Regions from separate parts of the Sus scrofa genome. Here region 2 is linked to region 1. Evidence: chromatin contacts called from public Hi-C data. All regions are on one chromosome and are shown on one strand. Each heading gives the region's core, a stretch centred on a gene start, on an enhancer-like site or on the middle of the called end of the contact. The rest is flanking DNA. Distances are from core to core; before and after follow the strand shown. Region 1 holds the start of TM9SF2 (transmembrane 9 superfamily member 2). Region 2 holds the start of CLYBL (citrate lyase subunit beta-like protein, mitochondrial).

Region 1 (6,941 bases), core at 384-2,883:
TGAAAAGCTTGAGTTTGAGGTCGTAAGAGGTCAAAGTTTTCAAGGTTTACCCTAGAAGAAAAGGCCAGCTTCTCCTGTGGTCTGCTCCTTTTAAGTGTTTCAAACAACCTCAGAGAACTAAACAGCGTCATCTTATGTATCTTCTGCATATTAAAAAATCTTTTACACTTCAAAGGTAGAAATTAACTATGTCAACCATCACAGCAATTCTTTATTAATGCACTTTACGCGGCTCTGGGTGTTAAATTCCACAAATAAGGAAGTAATCGCTAATCGTGAGGTTTAAAATGCCAAAAACCTAGAAAGAACGAGCTCGTAACCAACCAGGAGTTCTAGAAAAGTAGCAAACTGGCAGCAATGAACTTAAAAGTTGCTGGAAGACCTGGCCGCCCCCTTCCTTGCAGAGCGTGACCGGGCTGTAAGCGAACACCCCCAACTCGTGGAACGCTCGCTGACCTGCACGCATCCAACTCCAAGGGAGCGCCGGACACGCACAGTCCCCGTTTCAGGACAGCTGCACACACACTAGCTCTCGGCCAGACGGGAGGAGAGCCCGAGGCCCACCGAGTCCTGCAGAATCCACCCCGCTACCAGGCCGTTCCGGAGCCTCCGGCGCACAGCCGCGCCAACCCCAAGCGCTTCTGGGGACACTGGACCGCACCCACTGCTACGCCCCCTTCCCCTCGGGCCCCGGCCGCCCAGGCACGGAGAGGCTTCCCCTTCCGACAATGCACCCGGGGGTCCGTCAGGCCGCACCCACCTTGCACTCGTCGCTCTTTTTTTCTACGTCGCAGAAGTTGACGGGCGCCAGGCCGGGCAGGTAGAAAGCGGCGCCCCGACGCGGGCCCGGGGCGGCCCCCAGCAGGAGCAGCGACAGCAGCCACAGCCGCGGCCACCGAGATGGAAACGACGCCGACAGCCTGGCGCTCATGACGGCTGTTCCGGGGAAAGGGCAGCCGAGCCGCGGGGGTGAAGAGGGAAGGAGGGACGGGGAGGCTCGGAGACGAGGACCAGGCCGCCGGAGCTGAGGGAGGCCGGCCCCGCGACGGACAGTTCCGGTTGCGCTAGGAGACACCACGGGTTCCGCAACAGAAACCGAACCGGGCCTCGACGGAGCATGCGCAACGCCGCCTGCACATGCTCAGTGAGAGCGGCCGCAGGCGCCCCCAGGAGTTTCCGGGAGCCGGAGTGGAGGAAATCCACTTTCCAGGTTTTCAGCGGTCCGGCTGGAGTGGTTGCTGTGAGGGAGGTTCCAGCACTCACGTTCCGATTCCAAATTCCGATCTAGAGCTCCCTTGGGGCCCGGCGCCGGCGCCGCAAGCTTTCTGCTTTGTCTCAGTTTCCCGCGGTTTCCGCACCCCAGTAAGCAAAGCAGTTCCAGCAAAATAGGAATCTGGTATCATCATCCTTGAGCACGTCTCTGTTGCTTTTCCTATTGAAGTGATGCCATGCCCTTCTTTGCTGTATACAGACGGATTTGTTTGTGCAGTGCATTTTTTGAGTATTTTTCAGGGAGAAACTTGTGTTTTTTGGTTTTTGGCAACACCTGAGGCATGTGGAAGTTTTGGGGGCCAGGGATCAAACAGGGGCCACAGCAGTGACCATGCCAGGTCTCTCACCCGAGGAACTCTGAAACTTGCTTTTGGTGACCAAAAAAAAAAAAAAAAAAAAAAAAAACAGAGAGAGGGAGAAGAGAAAAAAATGCACAAAAGTTGTGAGTTAAGTTTTATTCAGGAAATTTACTGAGGACTGTAGCGAGGGAGACAGCCTCTAAGCTCTGAGCAACTGCTCTGAAGAGGTAAGGGAGAAGCCAGAATATATATGGAAAAAAAAATCAAAGATTACTGATAATCAGGAAGAAAAGACATCTCAAGTTAAGGATTAGTGCTTTTCTAGGTATGAGAAGATGCAAGAATCTGGGTTCACTGAAATTATTCCCTAGATATCCTCTTAACTATCCAGGGTCAGTATCCAGAGCACAGTATACTCCCGTTTTTCTCCATCCTGAATTCCCCTCAGGGCACCCTGTCGGTGGGGGACTGGTTTGATCATTGTAGAAATGGAATGGTGGACAGTCTTTGTTTAAAAAGTCAATTCAGCTGAACCTTGGAGTTCAATCGAATACTTCAGAAGATGGTATTCATGTAGACTTTCTAGCAAGGAATCAACCCAGAAGTACTTCAGCTGAGAAATCAAACAGGGGCACGTTTACTAGATGGACAATTCAGAAATTTGTGGGGCCCCAGGCAATCCTATCTAAATTCTTGTGGGTATCTGCACGTTTTCTCCTGGACAGTTTATAACATTAAATTTTCAAAGGAATCTATGTGCAAAAAAGGCTAAGGACCACTGTTCTATGCTGGGGAGTAAGCAGAACATGCTCGCAAAGATAGTTCCCACTAAGAACTCCAGCTTTGGAACAGCACTATTAACTTATGGGGACCTTGAGCAAGTTAAATCATCAAGTCCCAGGAAGTATAATAGGATGTCCATTGCGAATGAAAAATGGTACCTGCCATATCCGTCATCAGAGGATGTTGCAGCCATGAAGACAGTACAGCCCCGGCTGACAGTGAGCCCTGAGGGAACTCAGGATGGAGACAAACTGCCAGGCCCTCAGCCACTGCAGCTACCGCCAACTGTGCACCCTGAGGGGATTCCGGATGGGGAAAAGCAGGATACTGGTCCTGGATAGCTAAGGCGCATACTGAAGGAGTATTTCCAGTGAGGCCAGACTCCTGCATCTTCCCATACAAAGAACAGTGCTAAATTTAATTAACTCAAGATGTCTGATTTTCTTTAACCGTAATCTTTTAAAGTTCTTACTACCTGGTCTTTCGCAAAAACAGCCATTATATCCTGGCTTCTCCCTTGCCTCTTCAGAGCAGTCCTCAAAGCTATCTGAAAGGCTTAAGTCCTCAATTCTGTCCGCCAGATAAAACATAATTCTCAACTTTAAGGTGGTGCATTTTTTTCAGTCAACACCATATTCTTTAAGTGGTTGTGAAGATTAAGGGGCAAGGGTTAAGCACTATACAGAGGAAAGGCATCAAGTGTTATAATAGAAACTGCAGGTGTAGGGGGTGGGGGTGGTTGGGGGGCCTGAGCAGTTGGATTGTATTTAGGTCACTTCTCCTTTGAGCAAACAATTAATATATTTGCCCAATGTATTTGGTCTAGGGAAAAAGAATTTATAATATTCTATTGTTGAAGTCATAGAGATTTCTAATATAATACGAGGAAGCGATGTTTCTCTCCATTTAGAAAGGTAGCAGAATAAAATTAACATTATTATTATTATTTGCTTTTTAGAGCTGCAATTGTGGCATGAAATTCCCAGGCCAGAGGTCCAATCGGGACTGTAGCTGCAGTCCCACACTGCAGCAACAGCAACGCCAGATCCGAGCCACGTCTGCGACCTACACCACAGCTCACAGCAAGGTAGGAGGATCCTCGACCCACTGAGTGAGGCCAGGGGTCGGACCTGTGTCCTCATGGATACTAAAGTCCGGTTCTTTTCCACTGAGCTGAGTTACAAGAACGCCAACATTTTTTGTTCACTACCTTCTGTTTATCCAGTACCACTAAATACTTGAACTTCACTATCTCAGTGCCCCCCCACACAAGAAAGGGCACTGCTGACACACCCCCCGCCCCCGTGCTTCTCAGGCCCCAAACCTGGGAGATAACCTAAATTTCAAGTTCCTTCACTCTCCACAAACAGTCCTTCAACAAGTTGTGCTTGCTGGACCGCTGAACTAGACTAAATCCTCCGTACTTACCATGTCCACAGCTACAGCCTAGTTCAAGCCAAAATCGTAGTTCTCTTGAACCTGTACTAAATGCAATAGCCTCTCAGCTTGCACTCTTGACAAAGCGATCTTAAATCTTTAAATCCCTCCGTTCTACTTTCTGCTTAACCCGCCCCCCAGGCACTCCTCACTACTTTATCACTACCTGGAGTTAACGTGGTTATTTGTTTACTGCCTCACTCCTCGTTTATACGTACACCCCGGGGGAGTAAGGACCTGGTCTCTGCACCCCAGAGCCTAGAGCAGCGTACGGCACATAAAGGAGACAAGAGCAGCAAGTAACTACAAAGTACTGCAGGTTTGGTACCGGCTGGACCATATAAATTCTAGATCTGAATTCAGAATCGAAGGCTTTTGAGCGCTGAAATAAACCTGAGGTTTTCCAGATGCGTTTAACCTCTTCCACTGACAGAGGAAAGAAGGCGGACTGAGCGCCCGCAAACGGTTACTCCTTGAGACTCAGCGGACGGAGCCGGGGAGTCTATGGCGGGGGGTGGGTCCTTCCAAATCTCGCCGCCCCCTCGATCCTCCGAGCTCAGCATCAGCAAAAACCCGGATAAGTGGAGTTCTTTCTCAATAAAAATGATCTCCGGACTTCAGACGCAACCCGGGCCGCCCAGCGCCGATCGCGCGTGCGCAGGGCCGGCCAGCCTCGCCTCGCCAACCCCTACCCTGGCGACCTTCTCCCCGCTTCCGCCTCCAGAGTTCAGACACGTCATCCCGCACGGCCGGGGCCGGGTGGGAGGGGCCGGGGGCGGAGCTCGGCCGCGGGGCGGGGCGGGGCGGACTCCTTACTTCCGCATCCAGCCTTGCCAGGGTTTCTTTCTGTTACCTGGGGCAGGTGGCACCCAGGTACCGGGAATCTGGCGTGGCGACATTGCTCTGTCCCTCACCCAGGCGGCAAAATGGAATCCCTGGCTTGTGGGCGCCTCCTCCCTGGGCGCTGCCACGCAGAAGGGCTGAGTGAGGATTCTAGTTCCAAACTAGGAAGAAATGAAGTTTTCCTTCCACCCTCCCCTTGACTGTGACGCTTCCTTTCTCCAAGGACTAAATAACACTTCTGACTCGGCCGTAAAACTTGAGGGACAGGATCTTCTCCCTTGCTACAGTAGCATTTGCTGGCTCCATTTAAAGCTGTTAAAAATCCGGTGTTTATTTTTTCCACTGCTTTATGCCAAAATTATTTGGACAGCTGTTTTTCTGAATTTCCCATGGCTTCTGTGTATTTCTTCGCAAGTGAAATCATAGGCTGCCCAGTTAGATTTTAATTTCAGATGAACAATGAATCATTTTTTTGTCTGTGTATGTCCCAAATATTCCATGGGACATGCATATGTTTTATTTGGCAACCCAGCTTCTGGACACAGTGCAGGAAGCATAACTGTAGTCTGCTCATTACATGCCTGTAGTGATTTTCTAGAAGATAAAAATCACCTCATTGCCATTCTATTTCTGATATAAAATTGTGATAGTTCATGGAACCAAAAGTCACCATAGTCCTTTTTCCTCCCAGTCTAAACACTGTAACTTGGGGAGTTCCCCTTGTGGCACAGTGGTTTAAGAACCCAACTAGTATCCATGAGGATGCGGGTTCAATCCTTGGCTTTGCTCTGTGCATTAAGGAGCCCACATTGTGGCAAGAGGCAGTAAGGGTCAAAGATGTGGCTCAGGTCCAGCACTGCTGTGGACAAAAACACCAGAACTTAGAAATAAAAGTGGCCCTTAGGCTATAAACACAACCCTTGGTAGCTCAAAGCCAAGGGTATCTGAAGTTTTAAGATGAAAAATGATTCCCAGGACAACATGATTTGATGTATAGGCCAAAAGTAGGAGAGGTAACCAGAAGAAGGATTATTTGGCCAGCAAAACCTTGAAAAATGAAAGCGACAGAGGCAAACACCAAAGTATAAAGACTCCACACCTGCAATGGTTGTAATCTCTGAGATGTAAACGGAGGTGTTTTAATCGTATAGCCAGTTCTACTTGCTCTGAATTTATGCCTTAACCCACTTTCTGCTTACAGGGTGGCTGGTCATGTAGTTTGCTTACAGAGAGAGGACATTTGCTGGATTCATGTAGCTGATCTCCCCTGGAGTTGTTGTTTTAACAACTTTATTGATGTGTAATTTACATACCACGCAATTCACTTACTTAAGTGTACAATTCAGTGGGCTTTAGCAAATTTATTGAGTTATGCAACTGCTGCCATAATACAGGTTTAGAACATTGCTCCAAATAAAAGGACCTTTAACATTTAACCCACTTTTCCACACAGCTCCAGGCAGCCACTAATCTACTTCTGGACTCTATGTAACTTTGCCTTTTCTGACTCTTCTTGGTTTTTTTAAAAAAAATTATTAAATAATAATTTTATCTACCCATCAATTTCAGTGTCTGTGGCTAATGTAAATTCACCCTAGTGATAGGTCTGTTTTTAAAGTCTTGACAGGGGAGTTCCCTTCGTGGCGCAGTGGTTAACGAATCTGACTAGGCACCATGAGTTTGAGGGTTTGATCCCTGGCCTTGCTCAGTGGGTTGAGGATCCGGCGTTGCCGTGAGCTGTGGTGTGGGTCGCAGACGTGGCTCAGATCTGGTGTTGCTGTGGTTCTGGCGTAGGCCGGTGGCTACAGCTCTGATTAAACCCCTAGCCTGGGAACCTCCATATGCCGCAGGAGTGGCTCAAGAAAAGGCAAAAAGACAAAAAAATAAAAAATTAAAAAAATAAAGTCTTGGAGTTCCCGTCGTGGCGCAGTGGTTAACGAATCCGACTAGGAACCATGAGGTTGCGGGTTCGGTCCCTGCCCTTGCTCAGTGGGTTAACGATCCGGCGTTGCCGTGAGCTGTGGTGTAGGTTGCAGACGCGGCTCGGATCCCGCGTTGCTGTGGCTCTGGTGTAGGCCGGTGGCTACAGCTCTGATTCAACCCCTAGCCTGGGAACCTCCATATGCTGCGGGAGCGGCCCAAGAAATAGCAAAAAGACAAAAAATAAAATAAAATAAAGTCTTGACAAGAAAATAATCTCTGGCTGTTAGATTATCCTGGATTCCCCAGTGTCAATGCCCTCCAACCAAAGACCATGAGGAACACACCAGGGGTTGAGTCTATCACTAGTCGAGTTTATTGTCTGAT
Region 2 (6,181 bases), core at 3,322-5,821, 100 kb before region 1:
TTTTGCCTCTGAAGTGATTTTGATGAATGACGTTTCAAGCTGATTTTCCAATACAATGGCCTGGATTCCTCAGGGCATTCATTCAGTTTTTTCAGTTATAATTAAATTTATTGTCTCAGTCCTTCTCATAGGAATAAGTACCTATGCTCTGATAAAATTATTTCTATATCGTATTCCATATTTACGTAAAAAGACCACAAAAACCATCTTTTGGCCCCATCTGAATGGCACACAGTGTTCATTCCTTCCATGAGAAGCCCCCTTCGTCGCCCCCCATTCAGCAGGAAGCAGCCAGACCAGCACAATTACCCATTTCCCTTTTTCCATTGAGATGGAAGGAATGAATTGATAGTGTGGAATTTGATGCAGACATCTTATGCACCTCAAATAGAAAAATTACACCCCTTATGCCGTTTAGGAACAAATAACTTAGAGCTCTCCCTGCACCTTTTCCTCGCTTGACTGCACCCTGAACACAGCTGCTTGTGAGTTAAAAATTACACTAAGCACCTGAGGCTTTTCTGATACTTTCCTAATTTTTCATAATCTCTGAAAAACATACGCTTTAGCAAGTATATCCGTTCTAGGAAAGGTCAGGATGTCATATCCTAGAAGACCACCGGACTACACCAAAATCTCCCAACGCCAGCTCTGATGACCAGAATTCTCCAAGAGAAAAAAGAATGTGTGCCTGTCCCAACCCTGATTCTTATATAGCCTTCTTTTTCTCCCATAAGACTATAAAACGTCCCTCGGTTTTTCCCCAAGGGAGGACACAGTTTTTAAGGCACAGGCCTGCTGTGCCCTCCTTTGCCTGGCAAAGCAATAAATCACCCTTTTCTACTTCACCCAAAACTCTCTCAGTGTTTCAATTGGGACTGGGGAGCAGAGGCTGCTTTTCAGCAGCAATATAGTCAACTGATCTTTGACCAAGGAATAAAAGCAATTTAATGGAAAAAGGGCAGGTTTTTTTCCCCCCCAATAATTGGGCTAGAAAAACTAGATCAATATGCAAAAAAAAAAAAAAAAAAAATCAATTAGACAGACCTTACACTCGTCATAAAAATTAACTCACGAAGGATCCTAGACCAAAGTATAAAACACAATACTACAAAATTTCTAAAAGAAAATACAGGAGAAAATCTATGTGACCTAGGATTTGGCAATAAGTTTTTAAATATTTAACCAAAAGCATGATCTATGAAAGAAAAAAAATTGATAAGCTTGTCTTCAGAAGGCTTATCAAAAATTTCAGAAGGCTTTAATCAAAAACTTCTGCTGTGTGAAAAATGCTGTTAAGAAAATGAAAAGACAAGTCCCAGGCGGGAAGAAAATATCTGCGAGACATATATCTGATAAAGGGCTTATATCTAAAATATGCAAATAATATTTAAAATTGAACAATAAAGAAACAACCCAAATAAGAAAGAGGCAGAAGATCTGAATAGGCACCTCACCAAAGAAGATACCCAGATGGCAAAAACAAACAAACAAACAAACAAAACATGACAAGGTGCTCCCCATCCTCTGACTTCAGGTAATTTCAAGTTAAAACAAATTTACACCTTAAGATACAACATATACCACTATACACTACACATCTATTACGAGAGCTTTAAAATTTTTAACTAAAGATACTAAATGCTGGCAAGGACACAAAGCAACAGAAACTCTCAAGCACTGATGGTGGAAATGCAAAATGGTACAGCCACTTTGGAAGACAGTTTGTTATAAAGCAAAATATTGTCTTCCCGCTCATTCATACTCGTAGGTACTTACCCAACTGATTTGAAAACGTATGTCCATACAAAACCTACACATATGTTTATAGCAGCTTTATTCATAATCAAAACTAGAACAACCAAAATACCCCTCAATAGGTTAATGGATAAATAAACTGTGGTACATCTATACAATGAAATATTACTCAGCACTAAAACGAAATGAGTTAACAAACCATGAAAAGACACGGAGGAAACCTAATGCACACTGCTAAGGAGCTCAGCCTAAAAAGACACTGGATGACCCCAATTACATGCCATTCTGGAAAAGGCAGAATGATAGAGACAGTAAAATGAGAGTTTAGAAGGAGAAGAGAATGGATAAATAGATAAAGCACAGGGGGATTTTTAGGGAGGTATGATACTGTTACAGTAGACACATGATATTACGTACTTCTCAAAAGCCTCAAACTTTATAGTGAACCTTGATATATGTAATTTAAAAAATCATTTGGGAGATAGAGGGATCCCAGGAAAGAATGCAAACTGTGACAAGAGAGGTTTAGGGTATTACAAATGTATGAATCAACCTCACTGCAGGGGATGGGAGAAAAAGGTGACCAGACCCTATAAGACTAAAGGGAAAGGAACTGCACCTGATTACTGACTGGACCCTCGATGGTAAAGTCTTCTCCCATGGAGTATGTATGGTCTAACAATACAGGTACTGCCACACGTGTACGCTGAAACGGAATCACTGAGTAACTGGAAGGCATATGGTGGGAGCCAGGTTTCTCAAGGCTGGAGTGACAATTTACAATCAAGGGGAGGAGGCTGGAATGATCCATGTGGCAGTGGGTTGGAATTAGAGACAGTATGAACTCATGTTTAGTTTAATACAGATACAGATGCTTACATGAGAAACATTTACAGATGTGTGTATATGCACGGGTTACTATTCACACATACTTGTTTGTTCCGCCAGCTGAGGGAATTTAAAAGCCATCCCTGGCAATAGCACAAATACTCATGGGGAGTTACATTCCCCCAAGTTGAGGGCAGAGTATCTACATAAATCAAGCCGTGGCCACAGAGAGATGCACGGCTGGAGACAGGATGGGCAGGGAAGCATCAGGGACAGCACTGTAAAGGGGCAACTGTTGGAGGGTTGGGAAGAAGGGTCAACACCAGCCTACGGGCAATGGTGCTGAGACCAAAAACAGAAGAAAAAAGCCTCCAGAAGCAGGTCCGATGGCCTGGAGTTGAAATGCAAACCAACTGGGGTAGAAATTAAGGCATCCCTAGGCGGGCCTTTTAGGTTGGCCTTCAGCTTATTTACTTTTCCCAGCCCCATGCGTTCTGAAGGCGCCAGGACCCACAGGACTTGACCTGGATGCAGGCCTGCATGAAAGCCTGCTGCCAGGGGCTGGGTGCGGTGTATGGGTATACTGAAAATTAACCAGTGTGCCTAGGGAGGTGAAGAGCATCGTGGGCTGAGCCCCAGGAGCCTCAAAAGTAGGTGACTGGGTGTGGCCACTGGACCCACTGTTGAACACACCACAAAAGCGGGCCCCTTCACAGTCCAGAAAAGGGACCTTCTGCAAGGGTCTGGGTATACCCCTTCGGGAGCTCCTCTGGCCCAGGGGTGATCCCATTACCAGGCCCAGGTCTAGGAAATGGGAAAATGGGAAGCGTAAGACTGAGCAGGCCCTGGCAGGGACACCATCGATTCAGGAAACACAGAGCAAGCAGATGTTCCACACCAGAAGCAAAGGATTTGGTTTCTGAACTCTCCTGTTTTGAGAGTCATGTACCTTCTCTGAGAGTCGGTTTCTTCATCTTTAGAGACGGGTCACCCAGCTCCTTCACATGGTAGTCAGGGAATAGAATCATGTGTGTGCATGACACGGGCAAACAAGCTAGTCTCGACCAGCGGTTCTCAAAGTGTGATCTGAGGACACCTGAGGGTCCCAGAGACCCTTTTAGAGGGTCTGCAAAGTCTTCCCTTTTCTAACTAATGTGTGCAGGAGCCTGGAATTTTTTAGTAAACTTCTTCCAAAACAGCTGATATGAGATTCCAATTGTCCTTTATTACACTGAAGAGATATTCAAAAATATACAACCATGCCACTCTTCTCATTTTTCGGAAAATATATTTGTCATTAAAGATGCCATTTGTGTTAAATACAAATGGGTTTGCTATTTTTAAATGAGTAGTTTAAAATTTTGTCTTTCATTCCCCATGCTGTAAAAATGAACAAATATAAGCAAAAACTCTTCAGGGGTCCTCGTAACTTCTCAGTGTATAAAGGGGTCCTGAGAGCACACAGTTTGGGAACCGCGGTGCTGACAACTAGGGGGAAGATGGCATCATCAGGCCAGCCTGATAATTTCAGGCTCCCTTTAATAAAACACCCACACGTTCATGGTTTCCATTTGTGGGGAGACTAGCTTTTTTTCTGGGTCTGAGAAATCCAATGTTTGCACCCATTTTCCGGGCCCAAGCAAAGGCCGGCCCCCAGGGAGGCACAGTCCGTGGGAGAGACCCTCGCGGGCCGTCGGCGACCCTGGCTGAGGTCGAGCCCGCGCGCGGGAGGCGCACGGTGCTCGTGGCCCGCGGGAGTTCCCTCCAGGGACGCGGAAGGCCGCGCTCAGCCCGAAACGCTGAGCCGGGCACCGACCCTGGGCGAGCTCGGCCGGGTGGCGAGGGGACTAGGGACCTGCACTCACAGCCTTGGCAGCGCCGCCGCGGCCGCCGCTCCACGCGCCGCCCTCCTCAGCAGACGCAGCGCCATCTTCTCAACGCGCGCCCCGCCCCCGCCAAGTCCGTCTCCACTTCGCCCCGCCCTCGGGGCCACGCCCCCACGTCGCCACGCCCCAGGATACCCCTACTTCGCCCCGCCCCGCGCACGGCCCGCTTCGACCTCGTTTCCCAAGCTGCCTGCCCCGCCCCCCGCAAGCCACGCCCTCCCGCTCTGCGCACCTGCCAACTCGAGCGCTCAGACCTTCCAGGAATGTAACGCGGGGCAGAGTGGAGTCCAAGTGGATGGCTTCTTCTCGAGCATTTTTTTTTTTTTTTTTTTTGGTGACTGAATCCAACCCTTCCCATTCTTCTGGGTTTTTTTTAGGACGGCTTTCGAGAGACCTTGCATTTTCCCAGCCAGACCTGGCCAATTTTTCTAGAGATTTTTCTGTTGTTTTTGTTAAAAGACTACCTAACAAACTTTGTGAGCCTCACCATGTGCGTGCCTCGGTTAACATTTAATCCGTCCAGGGACGGACATGCCTGTAATAGGATCAGAATAGCCGTTGCCGGCAGCTTTCTGGGCTAGAGAAGTGCTTGTTGAGGACGTGGGCAGCAAACACAACTCTTCAGCCCAGGTCCTTCCTGCCAGTCTGTCAGCAAATACAACCCCTCCGTCTTCACAGTTAGGAGAATGATAAGATATTAAAACGGAGCTTTCCAGATGTGCGACTTAGAGCAAATTTCTTAAGCTCTCCATGCTTCAGTTTCCTCCTATAAGACGGTAATGGAAACAGTACTCACCTCACAGGGTTGCTATTAGGCTAAATTGAGTCAATATATATAAAGAGCTTAAAACTTCACCTAGCCCAGAGCTTGTGCTCAGCAATGTTAATTACTTATTAGTATTATCATCATCACACCAATTCCTTTCTTAAAACTCTGGCGACTTCCAGTGAAAAGCGTTAAAATAAAAAACAAATGGAGACCAACCCTGAAAATTCTGTGAGCAGACAAACAATGTCATCATACAAGCAACGTCTGATTTAGCTTATTTCGCAAGACAGCTCAACCTAGGTCATTTCTTGCTTATGCCTCTGGAAATCATACCCAAACCTTGAACTATTTCCCAAGGTTGAAATGAGGTAACCACTGACTAGTTCCCTATCATTTAAGAAAATTCTAATATAACCAATCACTGTGAAGAATAAACAATCACTTCCTTCTCACTAAATAAACTGCTTATAACAATATATCCCTGAGCCTTGTTCCATGTTTCAGTTTGAGCTCCCAGTTTGCAAAATGTCTTTTTGGTATGTGCACAATAAGATTTTGCTAATTACTACTTTGGTGATTCATTGATTTTACTTCTGTTATTATGAACTTTGGACAGAAGCAGTTAGAGTAAAACCCCAATTTTTCATCTGAAGTCCTTACTCTATCTGGCCCCTGCCCGTCTCTGCAACAGGCCATCCATCTTCTCTCTGTGCAGTTATTTCTTGAGTTTGATAAGCCCTCTCCCACTTAAGGGCCTTCACACATGCTGTTTCCTATACCCACAATGCATATGTCTACACCCGTCTCAGCATCCTGGACATTGACCCTACTGCCACCTGCTCAAAGGGCCCGCACGGACAATGCATAGCATCCCCCAGTCTAGTTCACTGGCACAGCCATCTGATCATTTCCATCACAGCCCCCATCACCATGTTTATCT

What was found. A called contact is a pair of places that touch in the nucleus more often than the background predicts.
Region 2: a Hi-C map of liver shows a contact between it and region 1, with 4 times the contacts expected there. The contact joins the promoter of CLYBL here to the promoter of TM9SF2 in region 1. A contact is called at or near these places in 1 of 5 promoter capture datasets (liver), 1 of 47 Hi-C or Micro-C datasets (liver) and 1 of 2 datasets of contacts at active chromatin or transcription factors (skeletal muscle).

Annotation. Positions count from the first base shown.
Region 1 is chr11:68,402,526-68,409,466 of Sscrofa11.1, reverse strand. It overlaps TM9SF2 (transmembrane 9 superfamily member 2), which reads right to left and starts at 1,633. Exons shown (of 17, transcript XM_021065854.1): 1 at 761-1,633. The coding sequence starts at 931.
Region 2 is chr11:68,506,218-68,512,398 of Sscrofa11.1, reverse strand. CLYBL (citrate lyase subunit beta-like protein, mitochondrial) reads right to left here and starts at 4,571. Exons shown (of 9, transcript XM_021065861.1): 1 at 4,452-4,571. The coding sequence starts at 4,516.